3 separate regions of the Pan troglodytes genome follow, and all the other regions are linked to region 2. A link is a contact called in public HiChIP or PLAC-seq data. All regions are on one chromosome and are shown on one strand. Each heading gives the region's core, a stretch centred on a gene start, on an enhancer-like site or on the middle of the called end of the contact. The rest is flanking DNA. Distances are from core to core; before and after follow the strand shown. Region 1 holds the start of GPSM3 (G protein signaling modulator 3). Region 2 holds the start of BRD2 (bromodomain containing 2). Region 3 holds the start of AGPAT1 (1-acylglycerol-3-phosphate O-acyltransferase 1).

Region 1 (2,806 bases), core at 196-2,695, 870 kb after region 2:
CAGCCCAAGCAGACGTGGGGGCCAGAGATAAATGGGGTATGTAGAGGAAGGGGTGATGTATGCTATAGAGAAGTTGAGCAGATGGGGTGGGAGATAGCGTGCAAAATATAGGTGTAGCAGAGGGGCATTCCCTCTCATCCTGCTGTTACGGCGGTCAATCTGAGATGCGGTGGAAGTACGGGCCGCGTGAGTTCCCCCCCCCAACTCCCACCCTCAAACACCACACTGGCCCTCCGCTCCAGCGTACTGGGGAACTGGCATGGAACACAGTGTCTGTGGAAAGGGGGGGAATCTCGTGGGGGGAGACTGTCTCCCGGTCTCACCGACCCCAGAACAATGCCCCATTGTCCCTCCCGCGCACTGGTGACGTCACCAGGGCAACACTTCCTGCAGGCCGGTGGTCTCCTGGGCAACGCTTCCCGCCTTTGAGGGACCAGCCGGCCCGAATAGCCCTTCCCCCAAGGCCAGAACCCGTGGGAAACCGGAACCCAGGCGTCTGGCCCCCAACTGCGGTAACAACCTCCCACGTCGTCCCCTAGGGAAAACTGCGCTGCACTGGGCTGCTGCCGTGAACAACGCCCGAGCCGCCCGCTCGCTTCTCCAGGCCGGAGCCGATAAAGATGCCCAGGACAACAGGGTTAGATGGGACAGAGGGCTTCCCACAAAACAGTCAGGCGCACGAGAGATGGAAAGTGCGGTAACCCGCAAAGCCTGAAGGGATAGGGGCCAGTGGTCGCGCAAGTGAAGGCAGAAAGGCCCAGTCCTGTGGGCGTGGCCTTCCCTGATATCGGCCCTGGCTCTTCTGTACAGGAGCAGACGCCGCTATTCCTGGCGGCGCGGGAAGGAGCGGTGGAAGTAGCCCAGCTACTGCTGGGGCTGGGGGCAGCCCGAGAGCTGCGGGACCAGGCTGGGCTAGCGCCCGCGGACGTCGCTCACCAACGTAACCACTGGGATCTGCTGACGCTGCTGGAAGGGGCTGGGCCACCAGAGGCCCGTCACAAAGCCACGCCGGGCCGCGAGGCTGGGCCCTTCCCGCTCGCACGGACGGTGTCAGTAAGCGTGCCCCCGCATGGGGGCGGGGCTCTGCCGCGCTGCCGGACGCTGTCAGCCGGAGCAGGCCCTCGTGGGGGCGGAGCTTGTCTGCAGGCTCGGACTTGGTCCGTAGACTTGGCTGCGCGGGGGGGCGGGGCCTATTCTCATTGCCGGAGCCTCTCGGGAGTAGGAGCAGGAGGAGGCCCGCCCCCTCGCGGCCGTAGGTTTTCTGCAGGCATGCGCGGGCCTCGGCCCAACCCTGCGATAATGCGAGGAAGATACGGAGTGGCTGCCGGGCGCGGAGGCAGGGTCTCAACGGATGACTGGCCCTGCGATTGGGTGGCCCTGGGAGCTTGCGGTTCTGCCTCCAACATTCCGATCCCGCCTCCTTGCCTTACTCCGTCCCCGGAGCGGGGATCACCTCAACTTGACTGTGGTTCCCCAGCCCTCCAAGAAATGCCCATAAACCAAGGAGGAGAGGGTAAAAAATCGAAGAATACATGGTAGGGAGGAATTCCAAAAATGATTACCCATTAAAAGGCAGGCTGGAAGGCCTTCCTGGTTTTAAGATGGAGCCCCCAAAATGAAGGGTTGTCAGTTTAGTTTCTCTCCTAAAATGAATGTATGCCCACCAGAGCAGGCATCTTCCACGTGGAGAAGCTGCAGCTCTGGAAAGAGGGTTTAAGATGCTAGGATGAGGCAGGCCCAGTCCTCCTCCAGAAAATAAGACAGGCCACAGGAGGGCAGAGTGGAGTGGAAATACCCCTAAGTTGGAACCAAGAATTGCAGGCATATGGGATGTAAGATGTTCTTTCCTATATATGGTTTCCAAAGGGTGCCCCTATGATCCATTGTCCCCACTGCCCACAAATGGCTGACAAATATTTATTGGGCACCTACTATGTGCCAGGCACTGTGTAGGTGCTGAAAAGTGGCCAAGGGCCACCCCCGCTGATGACTCCTTGCATTCCCTCCCCTCACAACAAAGGAACTCCACTGCGGGGATGAAGCGCTTCTTCTAGCCACTGCTATCGCTATTTAAGAACCCTAAATCTGTCACCCATAATAAAGCTGATTTGAAGTGTTACCTTTTTTTGGAGGAATTGGGGAGAAGAATGGGAAAAAAGATGGGAGTGACTGCATAATGTCAGCATTTTGTGCTTTTGGCTCAGCATTTGGATTGGATGGAGGATGTAAGTATAGTTTAAAAGCAAGAATAAGTATATTTAGGGGCCCTATGATAATTTAGGGTATTATCTGAAAGCAAGAATCTAGTAGCCAAGGGAGAAACCGCACACACTAGGTCAGGGGTCCCCAACCCTTGGGCCGCAGACTGGTACTGGTCCATGGCCTCTTAGGAACTGGGCCACACAGCAGGAGGTGAGCAAGCATTACTGCCCAAGCTCCACCTCCTGTCAGATCAGCATAAGCATTAAATTCTCATAGGAACTCGAACCCTATTGTGAACTGTGCATGCAAGGGATCTAAGTTTCTCGCTTCTTACGGGAATCTAATGCCTAATGATCTGGGGTGGAACAGTTTCATCCTGAAACCAGCCCTCCGTCGCCACCGACCATGGAATAATTGTCTTCCACGAAACTCTTCCCTGGTGCCAAAAAGGTAGGAGACCACTGCACTAGATGATGCACACACTTTGTCCCTCATCCTAGGGCTTTTAGTTATGGCCACTTAGAAGATTCCTAAGGCCACAAGTCAAGTAGATGGAGAGAGTATCTTGAAACTTTGTCCACCTTGCAGCAATATGTTGCTAGGT
Region 2 (2,700 bases), core at 120-2,619:
CAACATCCCCTTCCCACACGCGGCTCGCGGAAACGTACTTGTTGTGGGGAGTCACGTTTTGCAGCATCTTGACCGCAGGGAACCGGCGCTGCCCTCAGCCGCGGAAAGTCCGGGTGGCCTCGGTTCCCCTCACCGCCCGGTCCAGCATAACCCGCTAAGTTGGGGGGAGGCCGTTCCTCTTGGGCCTCCAGGCGACAAACCCCCTGCCTGGCCGGCACGAAAGCAGTCTCTTTGGGGCCTCTCGGAGAGCTCCGGGCAGCTTGGCGCGCTCTGCAGACGGCGGACAGCAAGAAAATGGCGGCGGCCTCAGCTGAGGCGGGCAACTAAGGAGGGACTGACTTCAAAAGACGGTCCCCGATCTCAGACACCGTCGTCAATATAGCCCGCTGTTGGTCTGCAGGGATTCCCTCTTCTTGTCGGGACCCTACGGGGCCGACGAGGTCCCGTTTCGATCTCGGATGGAGGCGGATGAACACGAAAAGTGGTTTAGGGAGCCGCCGCCTCCATCTTTGAAATCCTCTTGAGGGCGGAGTAGAGGGGGTGGACAGACTCCGAGGACTGGGCGGGGCCCGAAAAAGGGGAGCTCCAGGGGCTTCTATGGGGTCTGTACTGCCCGCTGGGACCAGTCATAGGCCGGGACGAAGGCCATTTCCAAGTGGATGGAGGTGGATTGTAATGGCGGCCCCGGACGACTCGAAGGCTCTGTATCGGTAGGCAGAATCCTCCAGCTCGTTCTAGAGGCTGCTCCACTCCAGCACGAAATGGCGCCGCCGAGCCCCGCGCCAGCCCTTTATATATAGGCGGGGAGGAGGAGCTTCGCCGCTCATGCGCGCCACCCTGCTTGAGATTTTCCCCACCCCCTCCGCGCGCGCGCGCTCGCTCACGCGGGTGAAGAAGCTGAGTCGAAGGGGAAGGAACACCTCTCCGCGGGAGCTTTTTCTATTGGCCAGCCGCAACGATGACGTCATAAACTTCATTTCCAAGGTGTCAGTCACCAGGCAGAAGAGTGCCGCAGAGACCCACAGGGAAGTGGCAACCCGCCACATCTCCAAGCCAATTGGCTGAGCTGTGGTCCGCCGACTCCAGGGAAAGAGGGTGGTTGGAAGAGGTGCGGAAGCCATCGCCCCAGAGCCTCCAGCACTCTGTCCCCGCCTCCCCTTCCAACAAAGTCTTCCCAAGCTTCCATGCACAGCCCAACTGGAGACTGCCAAGCTCGAGCAGGTCGTGCCATTCGTAGCTCCTCCATTGGCCAGAGCAGGGAAACGGGAGGGGTCGCGTGGGCGTAGCCTGCCTGAGCCCGCCAGGGGTGTGGCCGCAAGACGCCCGGCGGGTGGTGGTTCTCGGCGGTAAGGCAGCAGCAGCGAAGAATCTGAAACGAGGAAAAAGACGCCATCTTAGAAGCCGCGGCCTGCTCCTCTATGGCGAACAGCTACGGGCTTCAGAACGGCGATGAGGGGATCTAACGTTCCCATGCCCCACAGTCTAAAACACAGTCTTGCCAGAGTCTTATAATACTCCACTCCCTCCCTCAAGCCAAACGATGGAAAGACGAGCAAAACATTATTTACTACTGTTTAGTCCCAAAGACCACAAAAGCTAAAATACGTCTCCCAAATTTGCACGTCCAAGCACCTTTCTAATCCCTCCCCACTCACACCTACAGTTACCAATACATTTCTGCTCGTTCGAAAAAACCTCAGCAACCCTAAAGTGGGATTAAAATCCCCAAACGCATCCATCTACCCTATACAATGCAACACACCTCACCTCTTCCTCAAAACTCCATTCCGGCGTCCGGCTCAGAGCAGAAAAAGCAAGTCCTGGGAGGGATGACTTAAGGGAAAAACCCTCCCCCTCCAGGCGAGCTCGGACCTTTCCCCCCACACGCCACATTACCCCCAAGGGCAGACCCGTATCCGCCTCTTAGGGGCCCTCCGCCACGGGGGCGAAAGAACCCCCCCGCCCCCCCACCAGGGTCCGGAGTCCTCCCCACGGAGCGGCTGGTCCATCGGTCAGCGCCAGGGAGGAGGGCGAGCGGAGGAGGCGGCGGCTGCGGCTCAGACTAGCCCTCCCCCTCCTCCCCTCCTCCCCTCCCCCCGGCCGTCCGCCTCCGAGGAGGGGCAGGAGCCATTTTGGGAGCTCAGTTTCGCCCCCTCCCCCCAACTTACTCTTAAGTCTTCCTCCTAACTTGGTTATCTAAATAAGGGTGCAGACTCTGTGAATCAACCAGAGCCCAGAGATCAGGATCTCCAGAGCATCTCTGGGGCCGTCCCCGCCCCCTTACAAGAGAGTGAAAGGATTTCCCCCACCCGAGAAAACCTGGGCTTTGGTGGGGCGTCCCCTCCCCCGTTTCCCCTTTCTTCGCTACCAGGGAGAAAACAAACTTGTGTACGTATCTGGGAAAAATAATCAACGTAGGTAAACAAATAAATATACGGTAAGATTCCCCCTCGCCCGGGAAGGGCTCGTAAGGGCCTAGGTCCTTGAGCTGCAACCACGCCACCCTCCCTCCTCTGCAGTAGCCTCGGTTACTGCGTCTAAAATGGCCGCCAATCTCCTGTCTTCTGACCCCCGGAGTAGGGCAAACCCCGGGAGGGCGGGGGAAAATGAGCGTCAGGAGAGCAGAGTCCCCTTCCCCCAGCCAGGGATCAGGCCCTGGCCCCCAAAAGTACAAGCGGCCCCGTTTGGGTGGCTGCAGCA
Region 3 (2,723 bases), core at 217-2,716, 890 kb after region 2:
TTGTCTGATCTTCCAACACCTAAAGCTCTGTCCATCCTCAACACACTCAACCCTCTCCTTTCTCCTCTCCCCAACAAACACATACAAATTTTCGTGCCCTCTCTTTTCTGCCTTTCAAGTTAATTTCTAATTTCCTTCAGCCACCTCTTTCCGGGTCTCCTCTTTTCAACCCCAACCCCATCACTCCAAACCAAACCCCTTTACTAGCACATTCCCCCATTACTCACTTTCAAGCTCAATAATGTCCCTATCTTTACGACCCTTTAACCTTTCAAGTCTGCCTCTCCACAGTGCCCTTATACCAGCCCCCTCCCAGATCTCATCTGAATGTGATCCACATTTCCTGGTTCTCCCCGACTCAATTGATGCGTGCCTCCCTTAACCTTTGTGTCTCACTTGTTTCCACCTGCACAGCTAAGACCCCTCACTTCTCTGGGGTAAGGTGGCTCGGGTCTCACATTGTCCTGCCACTCCCCGCCCCACCTTCTCTTCTCAGCACATCACATGCCTCCGCTCCTGGTTCCTAAGACCTTTCTTTCCACAGATCTCGACCGCTATACTCCCACCCACACATACCAGCAAAGTCTTATGTCTCCTGTCGGGCTTCACCTATGGGAACGTGCCCTCCGATTATCTGTATGACTGTATGATTATTCGCTCCTAGCCTCTCCAGTATATAAGCGAGACCCACCACCTCCCGCCCCCCTCCTCGATTCTCACCAGTACAGGTGGCCACACACACTGACCACAGCTTCCCGAGCAGTCTCCAAACATATATTACATTCGAAGGTCGCGCCCGCCCCGCCCCGCTCGCGATTTGGCCCTTCGGGGCCCCCGTCCTCCTCCTCCGCTGCTGCCATGGCCGGTTTTGTTTCGCCCCACGTACCCTTCAGTCCCCCCAAATACACATACACACGCCCCAACAAACCAGAAACCACCTCCTGCCCACGATCGTTGGGCAGGCTTCAAGGTTTCCTAATCACTATTGGTCTGAATGCCTGCCAGTCACAAAGAATTCAAAAGAAAGGATTGGCCCAAAGGGTAGGGGCGGGAAAAGGTTAGTGCAGTCCTGCCTTCGCACAATGGCTATTGGCTGATACGGTCTAAGTCAATGTGCAATGCCAAGGGATTGGTAATAACTCGCTACACCCTGTCGCCTGGCCAAGGAGGGCTTTATTCGTCTGAGTAGTTGTCAGTCATAACCAAAGCCATAAGCAATTTGCTCGGGACTACCTATAGACCTCGCCCACTATAAGCCCCTTTCTTTCCTTCGCTTCCTCTTTTAGAGAATGTCCGGATTGCTATTGGACTTTGGAGCGTATGGCTCCAAATCAACTCATTGGCTAGAACTTGACGGAAAATGGTGGTTAGGTAAAACGCGCCTGCGCAGCACGCGGCGGGACGGGGGTGGGCCAATCCTGTGAGGGTTGAACCTTCTCTTGTTCCACCTCTTCACCCCTATCTTGTCGCCATGGTGACTGCTCTACAATTGGCGAGGCTTGCACTTCAAAGTCCTAGGCTCGCTTCATCCGGGTCCTTCAGCTGTGGACTTTCTGCTGATTGGGCCTTTTCCTTTTCCCCTGATTGGCCGACATCGGGAAAGACGGCGAAGAGCTAGGAAAAGAGGGAAAACACTAGGGTCGCAGGGTTCAAAATGGCTCCAACCTCCTTTGGTGACGTAGAGAGCAGAACTTGGGTCTGCCCCTCCCTTTTAGTTAAGGGAGCAGAACTGGGATTAGCCCGACGTTTGGATAGTGCGAACATCGATCTGCGGCGCTGGTGTTAACCCAACTCATTCGGCTGGACGACTCAGCCCTCCCCATATTAGGTGATTTACAGAGCAAAACTGAACTAAAGGCCCACCCCTTTCTTAATGTTGTACACAGAGTAGAACAGGATTGACTTCAACTCCGTTTTAAACCTTCAGAGCAGGAAAGCTCTGGGCTCAACCCCTTTGTGAGTGGTGCAAAAGGGGCAAAGCCCGCCCCTTTTAAGGAGACCCGCGGAGGCTAGACCCGCCCTTTCCTCCTTATAATTTGCCTATCAGAAATAGGGTCTTCTTCCCGGGTTGGACCCCGGGGAGTTTGGGCTTTTCCTACAATCACTGACCCTCACTGTGACTAAAGGAGCAGAATTAGGTAACAGTCCTCCCACTACCAATCCTCTTCCCGAGGGCATGTAAACTAATGCAGGGTAAAGGTGTGGCTAGAGGTGGGACCTTGATAAAAGATCCCATGTGACTCAAGAGTAAGGAAAGATGAGAAGTTAGCAGTTGCGTAAAGAAGGACTGGGGCAGATGAGGATTCAGGAAGCTTGAGGTTTAGGAAGGAAGATATTGAGAGGGAAAGGTGGAAATGAAGGAGAGTGAAGTGATGGAATGATCCTAGTAAAGGGATAATGGGAGTGGAGGAAGAGAAGAGGGGATGGAAAACTAGATACATGGCTACCAAATTAAGGAGGCACCCGCATTCCAGAGGAATCGGCATTCTTCCTCACTTTTTATTTTTCTAGAAAGCACCCCTGAAGCCAAATTTCCATTGGAAGAAAAGATGTACCCATATTGTATGTTGTGAGAAGGGGTTGTCTCAGCTTGGGCAAGTAAGGAGACTGATAGGAAGGAAGTAGGAAAGAAAAGGTACAGAGGTAAAAGAGCATGGAAAAGGGTCAGGGATAAGGCCAAAGAGATCTCTTCTCTTTAAAGGCCAGAGAAGGCAGGTGGAGGG

The links. HiChIP or PLAC-seq counts read pairs in DNA pulled down with a chosen protein or histone mark.
Region 1: an H3K4me3 HiChIP or PLAC-seq map of stem cell-derived excitatory neurons shows a contact between it and region 2, with 5 times the contacts expected there. The contact joins the promoter of GPSM3 here to the promoter of BRD2 in region 2. A contact is called at or near these places in 1 of 7 Hi-C or Micro-C datasets (stem cell-derived neural progenitor cells) and 1 of 1 datasets of contacts at active chromatin or transcription factors (stem cell-derived excitatory neurons).
Region 3: a contact with region 2 is called in an H3K4me3 HiChIP or PLAC-seq map of stem cell-derived excitatory neurons, with 7 times the contacts expected there. The contact joins the promoter of AGPAT1 here to the promoter of BRD2 in region 2. A contact is called at or near these places in 1 of 7 Hi-C or Micro-C datasets (stem cell-derived neural progenitor cells) and 1 of 1 datasets of contacts at active chromatin or transcription factors (stem cell-derived excitatory neurons).

The regions. Positions count from the first base shown.
Region 1 is chr5:37,980,362-37,983,167 of NHGRI_mPanTro3-v2.0_pri, reverse strand. GPSM3 (G protein signaling modulator 3) reads left to right here and starts at 1,445. Exons shown (of 4, transcript XM_518379.8): 1 at 1,445-2,806. It overlaps NOTCH4 (notch receptor 4), which reads left to right. Exons shown (of 23, transcript XM_054686784.2): 21 at 1-36; 22 at 540-637; 23 at 811-2,119. The coding sequence ends at 1,539.
Region 2 is chr5:38,851,246-38,853,945 of NHGRI_mPanTro3-v2.0_pri, reverse strand. BRD2 (bromodomain containing 2) reads right to left here and starts at 1,369. Exons shown (of 13, transcript XM_063812858.1): 1 at 39-1,369. LOC129144363 reads right to left here. Exons shown (of 3, transcript XM_063813264.1): 3 at 720-1,369. The coding sequence ends at 735.
Region 3 is chr5:37,962,861-37,965,583 of NHGRI_mPanTro3-v2.0_pri, reverse strand. AGPAT1 (1-acylglycerol-3-phosphate O-acyltransferase 1) reads left to right here and starts at 1,466. Exons shown (of 7, transcript XM_063812362.1): 1 at 1,466-1,828. RNF5 (ring finger protein 5) reads right to left here and starts at 1,409. Exons shown (of 6, transcript XM_001164301.5): 1 at 721-1,409. The coding sequence starts at 860.